Regions from separate parts of the Mus musculus genome. Here all the other regions are linked to region 3. A link is a contact called in public HiChIP or PLAC-seq and promoter capture Hi-C data. All regions are on one chromosome and are shown on one strand. The core of a region is the stretch at or near the end of the contact, and the rest is flanking DNA. Distances in the headings are between cores, read along the strand shown. Region 1 holds the start of Zfp202 (zinc finger protein 202). Region 2 holds the start of Msantd2 (Myb/SANT-like DNA-binding domain containing 2). Region 3 holds the start of Vwa5a (von Willebrand factor A domain containing 5A). Region 4 holds the start of Ccdc15 (coiled-coil domain containing 15). Region 5 holds the start of Robo3 (roundabout guidance receptor 3). Region 6 holds the start of Tbrg1 (transforming growth factor beta regulated gene 1).

Region 1 (2,700 bases), core at 52-2,551, 1.5 Mb before region 3:
GTACATAGGAGACAGGAGGAAAGGTCAGCAGCTGTCTTAGAAGAAAAATGTACTGCCTTCCTCCTAACCCTTTTATGTTAGGCAGCAATAGCAGAAAGTGACTCAAGATATTTGATGGCCTCCAAATATCCCACTGTCACTTGCTTCTCCTAGCAAGCTTCTCACAGCCATCCTGACACTTCATTGAAACTGTTTTCTGGATTAAGGTCCATGGGGCTGCTTCAAAGAAAAAGCTGCACAGAGAGATGCCTTGTGACTTCGTTGCCCCAAGCTTTCCCTACTGCCTTTCACCTGTAGACTATGGACAGAATAACCTGACAGCAAAACCCTAGATGTGGCACTCCTAACCACGACCAAGACGATAAGCTGGACCTAGAGATCTCCCTTTGGGGAGTTCTGCACAGAGAAAAGACAGCGCTATCCATGTGTAGAATACGAGACAGCCACAGCCCAGGGGAAAGTGTGTGAGAGGACCAGGTCGGCCATGGAATAAAAAACTAGCAAACTTTCAGTCCACTATGGAAAGTCCCGCAGATGGTGAGATGAGCTGGAGAAGAGGTCCCCGAGCTGGTTGTCAGGGGTAGGAAGAAAGAAGTTCAGACAGTGCAGACAGTAGCCTCTAGCTCTACAGGGAAGTTCTGAGCCTGTCACTAAGCCAGGTGAGAGCCACACGCTAGACGGCCAAGGACTGGCAAGGATCACAGGTGATAAGATCGCATGTGAAGGGGGCGGGGTTCGCTGGGAAGGAGGGAAGGCAAAACCTGCAGGGAGGGCTCTGGAGCAATGTGCGATGCAGAGTGAAAAGTCTGAAGAGAGGGGAAGGTGGGCGTCAAGGGGCCTAGGCTACACCCCACTGGCTTCTAGCGCACCGGAGCGGTTGGTATGGACGCAATCCGAGGGGCACAGTGCATGTCCGCAGGCCCCCAGAGGGGGCGGAAGGAGGTGGCTGGGCAGAGAAGCCTGGAGTGCCACCCTTGTCTCCGGACGTCCCGGCTCTGGCCGCGAGGAGGTGACATGGTTACAACGCCCAGGCCGCGGGGACCCCGCCGCCACCCCTTCCCTGGCAGGCGCTGTCCCCCGGCGCCGGGGGGGCGGGGTCTGCTGCCCCTCCCAATGCTCCTGCCCTTCCCTCCCCGCCCGCTGCGGTGCCCGCTCGCCGGCCAGGTCCCCGACACTCACGTCTCCCGCGGCTCCGGCGGCTCCTCCCCTGCCCGGTGCTCCCCCACCCACTCCCGGCCGAAAGAGCCGAGCGGGATCCGAGTCGCGCGGGGCCCAGCGGGTCGGAACACGTGGGTCCTCTGCGCCCGGAACCGGAAGCGACCACTCGCCCCACCTCCAAGGGGTGCTGGAGCCTGTCTAGGCTGTAGGAGGTTTGGTCCACTCGTTGTGTTCCTGTTGGTCGAAGCCTGGGGCTTCTCCAGTGAGACCCATGCCGGGAAGCATTCCCTGGACTGCTGCCCTCTATGGCCAGTCCCCTTTGCGGCAAACCCATCACCTTCCTAGGCGTGGTATTCATTGTCCACTTCCTACAGGGTTTTGTTTTCATCTTTCATGTTGGTTTTGGTATCTACATCTCCACAAGAGAATCCCCTCCTTCCCACGCAGTTTTCTTTTCCTTCAAGCATGGAAGAATAAAAAAAGAAAGGTTTAGATTTGAATGCTGGCTCCTTCATGCACAGCTGTTGCCGGGCCGCCAGAACATCTGCCTGTCAACTCTGTCCGTCTTGAAAAAACACAAACTGTTGGTCTTAGAACTAAAAACTGGAAGGTAGACTGAAGCTCAGTAAGGAAATGGTGGTGTTGTCTATTAACCTTTGTGTGCTATTTTGGTGCCTCTTTGCCACTGTCTTCCCTGATCTAAGTTGTTCATTTTTGTCTTTGTCCCTAACACTTCTATAGTCCATCTTGCCCTGAATGTCACATGGTGACATGTGCAAGTCTTCTCCTTTCAGCCATTTCTTGAAAACCGTTTCCGTTCATGGGACAAACTGCTCGAGACTGCTTAGCATACTTTGAACTGGACATGTTAATTGCTTTTGCTAGAGAGGCAGCTGTGTTCTGCAGAGGGTGTTACAACACCCTTGATCAAAGCTTTGTTGAAGCCCCAACTGGAAGACTGTTCTTCGGTCAAAGGAGTGGATGGAGTCTACCTCTAGCCTGGCTGAAGACCGAGCAATCGTGAGATTTAATCCAGTTGTGCCCAGCCAATCACCTGACCACCCCACCAGAATGCAAGTTCACTTAATACCGTGGTAAAAGACATGGGAGTTGGTGACGGTATCCCTTTAATGAGATAGATAATGTACTTTTTCAGAAACCTGATTCTGTTCAGTTCAGGCAGTCAGTGCCAGAATGGGCAGGTCTGTCTGCCCTTCTGAGTCCTGACTAAGGTATACTTTTCCCCTCCTCCTCCTCTTCCTCTTCCTGTTCCTCTTCCCCCTCCTCCTCCCCTTCGTTTTTTTTTTTTTTTTTTTTTTTTTTTTTTTTTTTTTAAATCTTTATCTGAGGACACTGGACAGAGCCAAAGTATGCTTTTTCTGTTACTTGGAGCCTTTCTATTATTTTCTGAAGTATCCCTCCCTCTGCTGCACTATGTGACTGCTTACAATGACAGGTTTGTTTTCTTCCTCTTGTCCATTTTCTTTTTCTAGGCAGGGGCTGAAACTGAAATTTAGTTTGCCTGCTCTGTTTTTTTTTTGT
Region 2 (2,700 bases), core at 162-2,661, 1.2 Mb after region 3:
GCCTAGACAACGCATTAGAAACAGTAAACCGATATGCAGGCTGATGGTAAAATTAACCCACATTAAGCCTCCACATTTAAACATGCTGATGCATAAGGATGGCCAGATGCATACTCGGTTTTACTTGTCCGCATCCGGGCACCCTAACTAAAGCAGAAAAAACCTGGGTGACAAGAGAGGGCTTCCTCAGAATTAGAAGCCTCCTGACTCTCAAGGCAACCTGACTCTGAAAAGATCGCCAGTCCAAATTCCAAAAGAACCTTCAAGCAGACTAACGTTCAAGGTGTCCTCTACTGTCCTCTACCTCCACGATAACAATACACGACCTTTCTTTCACTAAGCCTTTCCAGCTCTCCAAAAGCACCTCAAATCTTGCTAGTCCTTGTATCACCTCAACTGACAAGCAAAGCGACTGACACAAAAGGCCAGCCGTCCCAATGCTCTATTCTTGAAACTTCAGCAAAGGAAAAAAATCTTACACTGGGCGCTCATCCGGCCCTCTGCTACCCTTCCTCAATTCCATCCCAGCTGGAAAGCTTCAGTCTGGGAGCCCCTCTATCTGGGAACAAAGCAGTGCGGGCGACAGCACCCGCGACAGTTGCGGGCCCCGCGCACAATGAGAGAAACTACCAACTTCAGAGCGCAGGAACATCCTCAATTGGCAAGAAAGAGGGGCGGCGGCAGACACGCCCAACTTCAAACTCAGGAAACCTACGGGCTGGCGGCCATCTGGAAAGAAGCGCCCCTTCCCAGGGAGAGAAGAAAGAGGCGGAGCAGACACAAGGGATACCCGGGGCCCGGGAGGGGAGCCCCGCGCTCGGCCCGGCCCCCGCCCCCAGGCCCGTTTCCCCGCCTTCTCTGCCTCTGGTTCGCAGCCCCGGGCAGAGCGGCCGGTTACCTTGATGCGCTCCCGGCACTGGGACGGGGTCCGCTCGTAGCCCAGCTCGGCCAGGGCCCGGGACACGCGCTCGTACATGGCCGGCCCAGGGGCCTTGCTGCCGAATACCGTGCCGGCTCCCTCCAGCTGCTGGTACCGCGCCTCCACCAGCCGCTCGTTGCCCCATACAGCGATGAGCGCGTTCGTCTCTGCCGGCGTCCACGACATACCCCGGCAGGCGGCGGCAGCGGCCGCCGCAGCCCCGCCACTGCCGCCGCCGGGCGAGAAGGAGACCGAGGACGAGGCAGCGCCGCGGCCCCCCAGCCCCAGCCCGAGACCCCCGGACGCCGCGGCCCCCGAGCCCGCCGCGCTGCCGGGCCCGAGAGGGGAGGCTCCCCGAGGCGTGGAAGGGTCGGACAGCGATGGGTTCCCGTCGCTCAGGTCGCCGGGAGACGCCGGGGAAAGCACCTCCATCTTCGGAATTTTGAGCGGCGAGTTGGCGGGCAGCTCCGAGCCACAGGGCGCAGCCATCTTCCAAGCCGCCGCCGCTGCACCGCCCGGAAGTGACGCACCCCTGCATCCGGCCACCGGGGTCTCCGGGGCTGCCCTGGGGCCTGGCTCGGGGCTGAGTGGCTCGCCGCGGTCAGAGGGCCCGGAGGATGTGTCTGGCTGGCCCAAGCAGCCCGCAAATCTTCGCCTTTCCCCTCCAGCCAGCTGGTGCCGGCCGCTCCTCTCCCGGGAGGAGAAGCTGGGACCCGGCGCACCCAAGCTCCGAGCAGAGAAGGGTGGGGGCATGAGGGCGCGGGAGTGAAGGACTGGTTGGAGCCTCCCCACTTCCTTTCCAATCTCAACCCTCACAACAGGGGTGAGGCCCGCGAGGGCCTCGAATTAAGGACGAATTGGCTATTTCTGTTTTCCTGTCTCCGCCCCTGAGCCTATCCTCCCTCTAAGCCCGCCTTTAGGTACGGGAACCGAGGTCCAGACTGGAGACTAGGAAACCCTACAAAGGGTATGTGGAGGAAGGCAAAGCGGGAAGGCTGCTTGCAGTGGTTCTGGACAAGACTTTCGAGAACAGATATGAGTTAGAGTTTGCACGCTTTAGCTTTTCAAGAAACTCAGCCTCTATAGCAACTCTGATTGCACTCACGTGTTCTGCTAGGCAAACACCCTGTCACTGAGCCACACCCACAAGCTTCGTTTCGTTTGTTTTCTTGTTCCTCTGAGTAACTGTGTAGCCAATGATAAAGTAAATGTCTTTCTTGCTTTTATACAGTATCTATAATGGGGACATGAAAGAGCTCCAGAGCCCAGCAGAATAGCTACTCCGGTACCTCAGTCCACTGGGATTTGGGACTGGTTTAAAATTTCCCAGTCAAGTTCAAGGAAATGAAACTGTTCCTGTGACCTAGTAGTAAATTAGCACTCATCACTCACTCCTGAATATTTCCGTAAAGTCTTGAACATTGAAGTATCATATAGCTATAAGATATAACCTTGTTTGTGTGGTATTATTTTGGTTTTTGACACAAGGTTTTTCTGTGTTATCCTGGCTGTCCTGGAACTAAGTCTATAGACCAGGCTGGCCTCAAACTCCGCCTGCCGCCTCTGCCTCTGGAATGTTGGGATTAAAGGCCTGAGCTGCCACCACCACCTAGTCAATTTCCATATTCTTTAAAGCTGGAAATCCTGTTTATCTCAGATCATTAACTTTAAAACCTCAGTAGTGGCAGAAAGATGCCTCAACCAGTACAGGTATTTGCTGCCAAGCCCGCCCAATGACTGAAGACAACCTGCTCTCATGACTTGTTCTTTGACCGTCATAC
Region 3 (2,700 bases), core at 113-2,612:
GGGACTGGGCACATCCCTGCTGCAGGGATACTCACTTGCACCAGCTGTGTTCTGTCTGTTATTTGAGCAGTTGGAAAAGTCTGACAGAATTAAAATGGCTCAGATCAGGCCAGCAACAAAGAGATAGCAGGTAAACAAGGAAGAGGAGGAGGATGGACAGGAGGAGGATCGCAAGCATAGAACCACAGGAGTACAGGAGCACAAGAAAGGACTTTTCCTGGGGGCCAGTGAGGAGTCTGGAGTATGAGGGAGAATTTCTACTGACACCAGCTAGACGCTTAGAGCAGGAGACTTACCTAGGAGCAGCAATGCTGAAGGACAGATTATGTCTGACAGCAGAGATCTCAGGCTTGCTTTGGCTACTGCAGGAAGCTAAGAGAAGAGAGGGGTATCCATTTCAAAGAAACATTCATTTCCTCATTCCAACCTCAGAACAGATTTCCCTCATCGAGTCTTCTATCCTCTCCCCCTCCTGTCCTCTTTCACAGTCAGTCAGCTGTGACAAGTGTTAACATGCCTTGAGTTAAAGACTGGCTATAGACTGATCAAAGTTATAGCCTTAAACCGGGTGCTGCTATAGAGCTAACAGCCAGTGAGCAGCTTAACTCCAGGCAGAGTTTGGTGAGTCAGCTGGCCACACCCTGCTGTTTACAGCTGCAGGGAGAAGGGATTCTGTGCTAGGAGTCAAGGAATGTGCTTTGTGGAGTGAAGAACCTTGAATAAAAAAGTTATTTAATCCTTAGCCTCTCCATCTAAGACCTGCAGCATTGGATATTTACAGAAGGCACAACTTCAACTACCCCAGTGTCTATAGAGAAGGGTTTATGGGATGCAATGGAGCAAGGCAGGTGGATAATCAAAGCTGGATTACCATAGGACAAACTAACCTGAAACAAAGAAGAAAAACAAACAAACAAGCTCTCCTTGTAAATCGAAGGAAGAGGGAGAAGAGGGAGATCAGAGAGAAATGGGGCAGGGGTGCGGAGAGAGTAAGAAGGGGGAGAAGGAAGGGAGAAAATATTTGTTTTTTAAATTTCCAGCTGGAATCAATTGCAGGAGGGAAGCAGAGAGAATATGAAACTGAAATTGAGATCATTTATGTACTGTCAACCTAGAAAAATCTTCTGGAAACACACACCAGGATTAGTTTCTTCCCCACCGCACCCTAAACCCCACGGTTTCCCACTAAAAGACAATTATAATAAATACTTTGCACTGTTAACTAGAATAAAAGGCTCTTACCTTTTAGAGGGATCAGTAGGATTCTTCCCAGAGAGAGCAGAGTAGAGCAATCGCAAACCTCCTAAAGTCTCCGCAGCTTTAAAAGTGAAAGTAACTAAAGCAGAACTTCCAGGAAGACCCACCCCCTTCTAGGGACCAGCTATAAAGTTACACTTGTAGGAGGACAGGGATGGACTGAAAATTCCTAATGAAATAGTGAATTTCTGCTTCAGTTCTGATAGAAGGATGAAAGTGTTTTGTTTAAAATTTAGAGCAATTGCTCTGTTTTTTCCCCTCTGCATAGTCTACTCTGAGACTCAGAAAAACTATTAGTCAAAGGTAGAAGATTTGTTTTTCAGGGTTGAATGCTGAAAACGTATTATCAAAAAATGATATAAAATGCTGTATGTTATTAGGTTTCAGAACCTGGAACAAACACTTGAAGTGCATATTTAACATATCAAAGCAGAGCTGGCCTCTAGGTTGTCCCAATATCCCTGAGTTTGTACCTGGCATACCCCACCTTTAACCCCAAACTTTCTAGCCCACAGACTGGGCTTCCCCTCCCACAGAGGCTCTTTGCTATACTATTTGGACATGTTCGTCTCTCCCTCTCTTTTCTGTTTCTTCTTCTCTCCTCTCTTCCCCTCTCCCTTTTCCTTTTCTCTGCATGATTTCTAGCTTTCTCTCTTTCTCTTCACCCTTCCCTTGCTCTCCTTCCCCAAGGTGAGTTTCCTGGCCTCCTTCTTTGGAGTCAGAGAATTTGCCTGCCCAAGAACAGTTTCTCAGTAAACCTGTAGTTATATGTGTTTTAAACTGGCTTGAATTGTATCATTTCTTTGTCTAAGAAATAACTTATCATATACCTCAGTAACAACCTTGCTCACTAAGAGCTTCCTCTCTGCTAAATCCAACTAATAGGAAAATTATTAAGCATTATATTAGATCATTGGCATTGGTCTATATGTTATACCTGGAGACAGAACACATGTCTGCTAACAAATATTTTTTCTTCCTAAACAGTTTCACCTAAAATGAACTTGTGTCTATAAAATGATGATTAGATTTATAACTACTTGGACTGTTTTAAGTTATAATGGTTCAAAATGGGTATGAAGGTCCCACAAGCATATACAAATGTATATTAAAGGAAGCATAGTGTGAGCACAGATTTCCTTCTATGACTAATGGATATTCTTATGTCTTTTTATATGCCTGACTATAAAAGAGAATGAGTCTGTGTAGGAATAATATGCTGAGTTGTTTGTCCTCCCCACTGTAACAGATCTCCATTGACTGCAGTATATGGACAGCAAGGGCAGAAGGGCAGAGCTCTTTCTCTAATCTGGTAGACCGAACCCTAGGACTTGAGGTTGGCTGCAGAACAGATGCAATTGTTTGCTTGGAACTCAGTGTATGAAGGAGCACATCTGGAAGTGCTTGCTGAAGGGAGCCTCATATGGGTGTCCAATGAGAGGC
Region 4 (2,936 bases), core at 148-2,647, 1.4 Mb after region 3:
CATCTCTCCAGCTCCTACCTGGAATCATCCTATACCTGGGTATGATGTTTTGTGACTGTTATTCCAGCCCTTGGGAAGCTGAGGCAGGAGGAACCTGAACTACCTAGGAGATCCCATTAAAAGCTGTGAAACAATCAACTATATACCTAAAACCCTCCCTTGAAGAGTATAAAGGCTTGTTCTATGATCATATATAGTTTCTGTTTAAAAGTAGACTAGTTAAAAAAAGTTGGCAGGGTATATAGTTCTTGACCAGCATGTATGAAGCCCTGGGCTTAACTTCCAGTACTGAGTAAAATGAAATACAAACAAAACTCAAAGATCAACTTCAATTGCCCTAGTGATGTCTTCTCTGGAAATGTCCTATCAATGTCAGTGTAAATTCTCCAATGGATTTTAAATTCTCCAAACAAGGGATCTTTGTTCACTGGGAGTATCTGGAGTAACCAGAAAACATACTGATATATAAAATGCTTGCAATAAGGTATGTTGAAGTAAAGCAGGGTGACACGTGCCTGTAACGGCAGCCATTGGGAAGGCTAAGGCAGGAGGATTGCAAGTTCGAGGCCTGGGCTACACAGTGAGTTCAAGTCCAGCATGGGCAACTTAGTGAGACCCTAACTTAAAAGCAAAATTATTAAGGCAGCTAGGGTTTCCACTGCTGCACTTGCCTAGAATGCCAGAGGCCCTTGGTTCAACCCCCAGCACGAATATACACCTTGAGTAAAATGAGTGTATGTCTTTTGGGTTTAATGAAATATCCCAAGCATTGTTTGGAGTGAGTTGTGATGGTCACACACAAGAACATGTCAAAGGTAATCACGAAATAGCGTTGTAAACCTTAGGGGCTGCATAAAAGCGCAGTCTGGTTGATTGTTGGCTTGGTTTGCTTCTCAAGGATCCACTGGCAACATGTTCTTGCCCAGTGGTTCTCAACCTTCCTAATACTGCGACTCTTTAATACAGTTCCTTATGTTGTGGTGACCTACAACCATAAAATTTGGGTGCGACTTCATAACTGTAATTTTGCTCCTGCTATGAACTGTAATGTAAAATATCTCATTGCAGGATATCTGATATGCGACCCCCAGAGGTAGCGACCCTTAGGTTGAGAACTGCTCTGTCTATTCCCGAGATTTCCTCAGCGGTGAACGCTTACTCGCCTGTTCATCATGTCAGACCTCTCACTTCGAGATTTGAGAAGACTACAGCGCCAGTATCCAAAGAGAGGCCGAGTCTAAGCTCGCTGCCGGATTCAACAACCCGCTCTAGTCCTCCCCAACCAAAGGGCAGGAAGCGGAAGTGACGTAATCCCCGCGCTCGGATTCCCGCCTCCCCAGCCCAAGACGGGTGACAAATGCGGAAGAGGCAGGGCAGGCGTGGGCCCCGGGGTGGCAGTTTGCTGTTTGTCCTTTGCGTAGCAGCCCGCGGAGTTTGAGTCTGTGTGTGAGACGGACCGGATCGCGGCAGGCTCCAGGCTTCACAGGTCTCCTATCCAACTGTTGGAGCCTCACAGGACCCCGCTTTCCTGGCCGGGCTTCAGACGCCCCCCACCTCCTGTGCCCAGGCTTCTTAAGACCCCCGGCTCCTGCCCGGGCCTTAGACTCCCCTCCAGCCCCATGCCGTGGGCCGGCGCTTTTCCACCCGCGGTCATCTCAGACTCAAGCCCTGCCCTTAGCGCCCGCCTATGCTCACCTCTGGGCAGGCTTTCATCTCCCAAGTAAATCCTTGTTTTTTCGTCCTCTCATCTCCGTTCCTTCTAGAAAGTAATTTTTACGCCTTTCCCCCTTGTCTTAAGCCTTGTCCCTCTTTCTCTTTTCTTCTAACCAGAAGTCAATGCCAGGAGGTATGGCGCCCCTCAAGAAGCCTCGGAATCCCACAAAATTGCCCCTGGCTTTAAATCCCACGAAGAGCAAGGACGTTTTGGCAGTGCTGGCTGAGAGGAACCAGGCCATAATACCAGTTGGGGCTTGGGTGGAACCTGCCTCACCAAATTGGTCGGGAATTCCAGCACATGTGAGTGTCAGTTGACCCGGTTACTGTGATCGCTGCCAGCCCTTTTTATTAGCCTTCTCTAAATTTTTGGTACTTAAAGAAAGATGAACTGCTGGAGGATGCTGTTTCCATTCTGATACAGGTTATATTCTTGCGTCAAAATTATACAACAATGATGTGTTTTCCAAAACTTGCTTCATCTTTGGTTGACACAATCAAATATTAACTTAGTTCTTACTACATACCAGCAAGTAGGCTAGTTTACTTCACAAACATGGTTGTTTGCTGTGAATGGCATAGGTACTGTGTACAATTTCCCGACACTGTAACATAAGAAGAATGACAGTTGGTCACTCTTCAAATGTTAAGTAGTTGCTCAGAGTTTATAAGTTTTTAAATGCAGATCCAGGCAAAATGAAAATAAGAAAATAAAAGAAAGAGGTTAATCCTGATAGACTCTGAGGAAGTTGTAAATTCCACGGGGCCAAGGAACTTCTTGTTTATTTTTGTTTTTGGGGTAAACTAGGTCCTTAGGATGTAGTTGTTGAACGAATGAGGAACTATGGTCATTGTCTGTGAAGGAATAGAAATGCTGTACACTCAGGGTAGAAGCATTTCAGATGAAGAAATGCCCTTTCAAAAGTTTACACATGTAAATATTTGATTTAATTTAATTTAATTTTTGATTTAATTTAATTTAATTTAATTTAATGTAAATATTTGATTTATTTACACATGTAAATATTTGATATTTGATTGTAAATATTTGATGTAAATATTTGTTAGTATTTGCTAACAAATGAGAGTGGTTTTGCTAGTTTTTTTTGGCTTTATTTAGTATTTTTTCTTTCTTTTTTTAATTAATTAATTAATTAATTTATTTTTATTACATATTTTCCTCAATTACATTTCCAATGCTATCCCAAAAGTCCCCCATACCC
Region 5 (2,700 bases), core at 97-2,596, 1.3 Mb after region 3:
CACTAAATGCCCCCAGAATTCCGTGGGCAGGACACTGGATTGTAGAGACAAACTGGTTGGTGGGGCCATGTTCCTCTACTCTTGACCTGCTTTTGGTTTGGAATCTGCCACAGCTTCATCTTCCACCCTGGAATTGAGTAGCATATAGCGCTCTGAGCTGTCTTCCTGTGCAGGTGTCCCCTTACATATCAGAAGCAGCCGCTGCACGATTACATAGCCTAAGAGCAATCCAAACACTTACTTGTCCACAGAACCTACAGGATGGGAAAGCCACGGTCTCTTGCTCCACATTCAACATCATTTCCAGTCTAGAGAAAGTGTGTGCAGGAGAGGGGCAAAAGCAAAGATGGTTGGCTGCAACATCTCCAAGGCTAAAATAACCCCTATTCGAGACAGAACCGGGGCTTTGGTTTTCCTGTTGCACACCCCACCCCACCTCACCCCGACCGGGAGGATAAACAGCTGTTATCTGGTTCCAGCAGTTTCACACAATTTGGCATTCACCCGGTCTGTGACACTTTGCTTCCTTTGTTCTAGACTTTTGGTCTCTTCAAAACTGTCAAACAACTTCCTAAAACACGTCATAGTGGAGCAATGCACTATGCTAATAGGTGCGTGCTGCCTGGATTCTCGGGGTCTCCTCCAATTTTACTCAGTTCTGAGCACCCGGCAGGATTTCCTGACGGGGCGGGGGGGGGGGCGCATCTGGAGCAGGACTCCAGGTCAAGTTGGATCTCTGTATCCCTGTGGGTTCCTAGTGGCAAGCCACAGGATTAGGAGGAATCGGACGCGCACGTGGGGCGAGAGGTGATCCAGCGGTGGAATTCTCTTCTTCCCCTCCACCCCCACTCCCAGGTATCCTAGCACCCTGCGCTCACGTTTCCAGGACCCAGAATTTGAAAGGCACTGGAAGCTGGGACATTGAGAGCTCAACAGTGTCTGCTCTCCCAATGCCTCAGTTTCCCTGACGTCCGAGAAAGGAAATAATTCCTGCTATAATTTTAGAAAGAAGGGCTGAGTCTGACAGAGGCTCAGTCCGCGTCTTGGGGGAGAGAGAGAGAGAGAGAGAGAGAGAGAGAGAGAGAGAGAGAGAGAGAGAGAGAGAGAGAGAGAGAGACTCTCCCGCCAGGTTCAGAGCAACATTTGATGAGAGGAGTGTGGGGCGGGGACTCTAACTTGCGCGCGGCCCTGTTAGTGGCCATCCTGGTGGAGGTGGGGATATGGAGGAAGGCGGATTAAGCCCTTAATTACGGCGTGATCCGAGTGGCACCTGCTTTCCGCCCGCCCAGCTCCCAGGGGATTCTGGCACTGGGGGGGGGGGGGGTGGAGAGAAGAACCAGCGAAGGAGGACAGCCCGCGCAGAGGCACGGCCGGTACCCAGGCACGCCTGCAGGACAGCGGCATCGTGGCTGCCGCAGCGCGCAAAGGCTGTGGAGGGGCTTACGGCTCCCGGCCCGCGGGTCCCAGACCCAAGGGCTGGGCTCCGAGGCCCCTGCCCAAGACCCAGGCGGGCTGCGCTATGCTGCGCTACCTGCTTAAAACACTACTACAGATGAACTTGTTCGCGGACTCCCTGGCCAGGGACATCTCCAACTCCAGCGAGCTACTCTTCGGCTTCAACTCCTCGCTGGCAGCGCTCAACCCTAGTCTGCTTCCTCCTGGAGATCCCTCTCTCAATGGTGAGACTGTTCGATGGGGACCTTAGATTTGGAGATCGGGATGAGAGGGCTGCTTGGAAGGGAAGACGGAAGGTCTCCTTTTCCAGGACCCAGGGGCGCCTGTCAGGGCCCTCCTGGGAAGTGGGGTCCCAAAGGAGCGTCTGAGTTGGTGTATTTGCCTGTGGTGGAGGGCTGCTGAGCCCCTTTCTCCTCATCTCTCCTACTATCCACCTACCACACCCACCCCAGGTGGGAGAAATGTAAAGGGCAAGTTCCAAGCTAAGAAGGAAGGTTAGACCAGGGCACGATGTCGCCAGTCGGCCAAGGCTAAACCGGGCACTAGGTGATCCACCCAAGTAGCAGATGCCACTTCCAGGACCTAAAGTTTTCAAAAACCTCACTCAGAGCAAGGGTGGGAAAGCCCCCAACTTTGTAGGTGTTTTTACGCGGAGGGTCAAAGTCAGCAATCTTCTCAAGGAAACTTAGTATTAAGTTTGTATCCCCAGTGAGACTCACAGCTGACCCAGCCTGGCAGAGCGATGGCGAGGTCGTTACTGCTAATTACAGTGATTAATAAATAACTTGAGACAGCGCTGCCCCCCCTGAGCGCTGCAGGCAGTCTGGAGAGAGGCCTGATCGCGCTCCCTGCTGGCTACGTCAGGAACTCTCCCTCTGGAAGCCTCTGCCCAACTTAGGCTAGGGCCCCGGACTCTGGACATGGTCCACCTTTGCAGTCTCTAAAAGATGAAAGGATTCTCTCTCTCTCTCTCTCTCTCTCTCTCTCTCTCTCTCTCTCTCTCTCTCTCTCGTTCTCTCTCTCTCTCCCCCCCCCCCCCGTACTCAGGTGCAAGGGAGGAGCCCCAGAGCCCTATTTGCATGGCCATTAGCTATTCATTAGGCTGCTGTCGAAGCATCTCTGGAGACCAGGAATGACAGGGAAGAAATTCCAGGGAAAGAGAGCCCTCGGCTGTGTCTGCAGGAATTAGAGGGAAAGCGTGGATCAGAAGGGTGTTGTGTGGAAGGAGTTTGAAGAGGGCTGAGA
Region 6 (2,774 bases), core at 27-2,526, 1.1 Mb after region 3:
TGCCTTAATTGTAAAAGAAAAAGTCTCAAGTGAAAAAAAAAAATAATAATAAACATGTTTGGGACTATTCCACTGAAGTCTACTGGCCAAAAGAGCTTTCAACTAAAGCAGAGGCTGGGACTTTCCTCCTCATAGACACAACACACGAAGAAGATGAATAATACAAAAAGTCAGATAGATGTCAAAGTCTATGAGAACAAAATGCAGCTAAACAGCAAATCAGGCAGTTAAAACTAACGCTTTATTAAGAATAAAGTCAATTTCGATTACTATGAGTGCTTTCAGATTCCAAGCTAGAATTCCAGTATATATTTTCAAAGCAGTGTATTTTATAAGTTGTCACAATTCTGATGGCTTTTAAAACCAACTAAATCCACAGGAGCACCTTAGGTATTTGTGAAGGCAAATGGTACCCTGGAGTTGCATTATTAAGACCCAACCAAGTTCAAAAAAAGCAGCTTGTTACATGGGCAGTCATAGAAGAGTATCTACACGCTTTTTCTCTTGGGTTGCAGTTTGTCAAAACTGCAATGGTTTTTACAGTTTTCAGAGATTAAATACTTGGATCACTTACTGAATTCTAAGTTGTCTTTATCAGTATTAGGTTTTTCTCTAGTAATTCAGTGAGCGCGTTAATTATGTAACATACTTCTTGGCTTCCATGTACAACCGTAAACGTCTAGATTTGGAGAATTTAACAATAATTATCTTTTATATGAGTACACTAGTTTGGAAATCCACCCCATCTCATTTCTTACTTTGAGAGGGAGAAAACAAACAACAAAAACAAAATGTGAAAAAGAGGCTCAGTCAATTGGTTTGACACTACTGAAAGAAAAAAACGATAGGAAGTATGTGTACTTGAAACGCTCCTGGTTTCATTTTAAAACCACTGAAAGCCGACCTTGTGCTACTTAACATTTTATTAAAACAGTTTGCTAACTAGATACCAAGCTTTGGGGCAATCAAGGTCTTGTTTTACTATCCCCGAAGTTCACAGCCTAAGAAACACTTGTGCGATCAGCACATATGGGAAACTGAGTTCCCCGCATTAGTATTTAAGTCTGCTAAAACCCCAGGAAGGCCTGCTGCTCAGAGCAACCTGGGAAAGCAGATGTGGACGTGCATTCCCTGAGGGCACCTGCCTGAGCGTCTGCATCAGGACTTTAAACTCTTCCCTACTTCGCTGGCTATCAGCCGGGTAGGACCGGTTCTTTCCAGCTCCAGCTCCTTGCAACCCTGAGCCACACCCGTCCTCCCAGCCCACCGCTAGGTCCGAACCACCGCAACTTCCAAACCCGGAAGTTACACGTGGCGGTGCTTTTGCGCAACTTCCGGCGGGTCTTCCTTGGGAAATCGACTGGGAAGTGCCGAGGATCGCCATCTGTTTCTGCCTGCGCTCCATCCCCTCCGCGCCCCGGAGCTCCAGAACCCGGTCTGATCATGAGCGTGTTGAGCGGCCTGGCCTCCGAGCCGCGCACCCCGCTGTCCAGCAAGGCCAGGATGAAAAGGCTCCCGAGGAAGAGCCAGAACGAGAAGTACCGGCTGAAGTACCTGCGGCTGCGCAGAGCAGCTAAGGCCACGGTGTTTGTGAGTCTGGGTTTGGGTGGGGACTGTCTTCCCCACCTCAACTCTCTCAGAGAAAGAATATCCGTCCAGTGTTAGTTGCCTCGCTTGGGAATATTAGTTCCATATCCTTGCATAAGTTATTCCTCTAGTCCTGTCAACTCCTCTATAAATGAGGACTGAAGAGTGCTCCGCCAGCAAACTTTAGTCATTACCTTCTTGCTACTTTTCGTTTCGAGCCTAAGGAGTGTCTTTTAAGGCGAGCACACTGAAATGAAGCCCAGAGGGATGACGTGCCCTAACTCCAACTTGGATACCCTGATTCCAGTTTATTATTTACTCTACACAGCCTGTTTCCTAAGTACACCCAACCCTAACGCCATGGCTGCCGCTTTCGTAAACAGGCACCTAAATCTTTCAAAATTGTCCTGGTTGTAGCTCCCTTTGACGAGGCTTCTAGGTGTTTCTGCCTTCCCTCCATCCGAAACTGAAAGTGGAACTCAACATCAGGAAACAGGCTACCTCCTCCTGCTGAGGTGTATAGACACTTCCTGCTTTAATTGTAGGGATTTAGGATTTGATGAGTAAACTTCTTTACCAGCCAAGAAGTATTAGGGTCTAATAAATCTGATAACAGTCTAATAAATAGACTATTCTAGCTTAGCCAGTCACCTCAGTGCTTGCTTGGTAATAGGTATACGGTCCATATACCCTCACATCTGAACCTGCAGTTTAACACTTCTTTCTACAAGGTCTTTGTAGACGTATCGGGAAAAGTTTTGACTTTCAATTTGTTGTTGCTAAAACATTTAACGCTTGTATATGTGTCGAGGGAAATATGAGTAAATCAGGAAGTCAACACCTTATACTCACTGTTCTCTCTTGTCACATGATGTCAGAGCCTGCCTAATGCTTACAAGTCGACATTTAAAGATAGTGTTGGTTTCGTTAAGTATACAAAGATCTTATGAAACCAAAGGGTCTCCGTGTACTTAAACCAACTGATGCCTTGAACACCAATTTGAGGCTCCACCTGTGAAACACCCAAATAGGCATTTCCTTCAAAACTGGTTTCAAGACAGACTGAGCCATCAGTAAAGAATGATGGTACTTGGGTATATGCAAATAGATGATTAATTAAGAATTTTACATGCAAAACTTTTCATCCTTTTCTCTTCTCTCCCCTCCCCTCCTCCCCTCCCCTCCCC

Evidence for each region. Promoter capture Hi-C pulls out the DNA fragments that hold promoters and counts their contacts. HiChIP or PLAC-seq counts read pairs in DNA pulled down with a chosen protein or histone mark.
Region 1: a contact with region 3 is called in a promoter capture Hi-C map of pre-B cells, with 5 times the contacts expected there. The contact joins the promoter of Zfp202 here to the promoter of Vwa5a in region 3. A contact is called at or near these places in 7 of 39 promoter capture datasets (the 3T3-L1 cell line, the C10 cell line, the HPC-7 cell line and 4 more) and 2 of 115 datasets of contacts at active chromatin or transcription factors (bone marrow-derived dendritic cells and bone marrow-derived macrophages).
Region 2: a contact with region 3 is called in a promoter capture Hi-C map of liver, with 3 times the contacts expected there. The contact joins the promoter of Msantd2 here to the promoter of Vwa5a in region 3.
Region 4: a promoter capture Hi-C map of embryonic stem cells shows a contact between it and region 3, with 3 times the contacts expected there. The contact joins the promoter of Ccdc15 here to the promoter of Vwa5a in region 3. A contact is called at or near these places in 2 of 39 promoter capture datasets (embryonic stem cells and liver).
Region 5: a promoter capture Hi-C map of hippocampal neurons shows a contact between it and region 3, with 2.0 times the contacts expected there. The contact joins the promoter of Robo3 here to the promoter of Vwa5a in region 3. A contact is called at or near these places in 3 of 39 promoter capture datasets (the 3T3-L1 cell line, hippocampal neurons and liver).
Region 6: a contact with region 3 is called in an H3K27ac HiChIP or PLAC-seq map of bone marrow-derived dendritic cells, with 10 times the contacts expected there. The contact joins the promoter of Tbrg1 here to the promoter of Vwa5a in region 3. A contact is called at or near these places in 7 of 39 promoter capture datasets (the 3T3-L1 cell line, cranial neural crest, embryonic stem cells and 2 more), 1 of 484 Hi-C or Micro-C datasets (Sertoli cells) and 5 of 115 datasets of contacts at active chromatin or transcription factors (bone marrow-derived dendritic cells, cardiomyocytes, epiblast stem cells and 2 more).

What each region holds. Positions count from the first base shown.
Region 1 is chr9:40,190,917-40,193,616 of GRCm38.p6, reverse strand. It overlaps Zfp202 (zinc finger protein 202), which reads right to left and starts at 1,301. Exons shown (of 7, transcript NM_030713.2): 1 at 1,180-1,301.
Region 2 is chr9:37,488,032-37,490,731 of GRCm38.p6, reverse strand. It overlaps Msantd2 (Myb/SANT-like DNA-binding domain containing 2), which reads right to left and starts at 1,411. Exons shown (of 4, transcript NM_146222.2): 1 at 899-1,411. The coding sequence starts at 1,408.
Region 3 is chr9:38,716,930-38,719,629 of GRCm38.p6, reverse strand. It overlaps Vwa5a (von Willebrand factor A domain containing 5A), which reads right to left and starts at 1,362. Exons shown (of 20, transcript NM_172767.3): 1 at 1,243-1,362; 2 at 297-372.
Region 4 is chr9:37,346,818-37,349,753 of GRCm38.p6, reverse strand. It overlaps Ccdc15 (coiled-coil domain containing 15), which reads left to right and starts at 1,397. Exons shown (of 16, transcript NM_001081429.2): 1 at 1,397-1,720; 2 at 1,831-2,016. The coding sequence starts at 1,837.
Region 5 is chr9:37,431,821-37,434,520 of GRCm38.p6, reverse strand. Robo3 (roundabout guidance receptor 3) reads left to right here and starts at 1,346. Exons shown (of 28, transcript NM_001164767.1): 1 at 1,346-1,679. The coding sequence starts at 1,520.
Region 6 is chr9:37,655,814-37,658,587 of GRCm38.p6, reverse strand. Tbrg1 (transforming growth factor beta regulated gene 1) reads left to right here and starts at 1,276. Exons shown (of 9, transcript NM_025289.3): 1 at 1,276-1,590. The coding sequence starts at 1,444.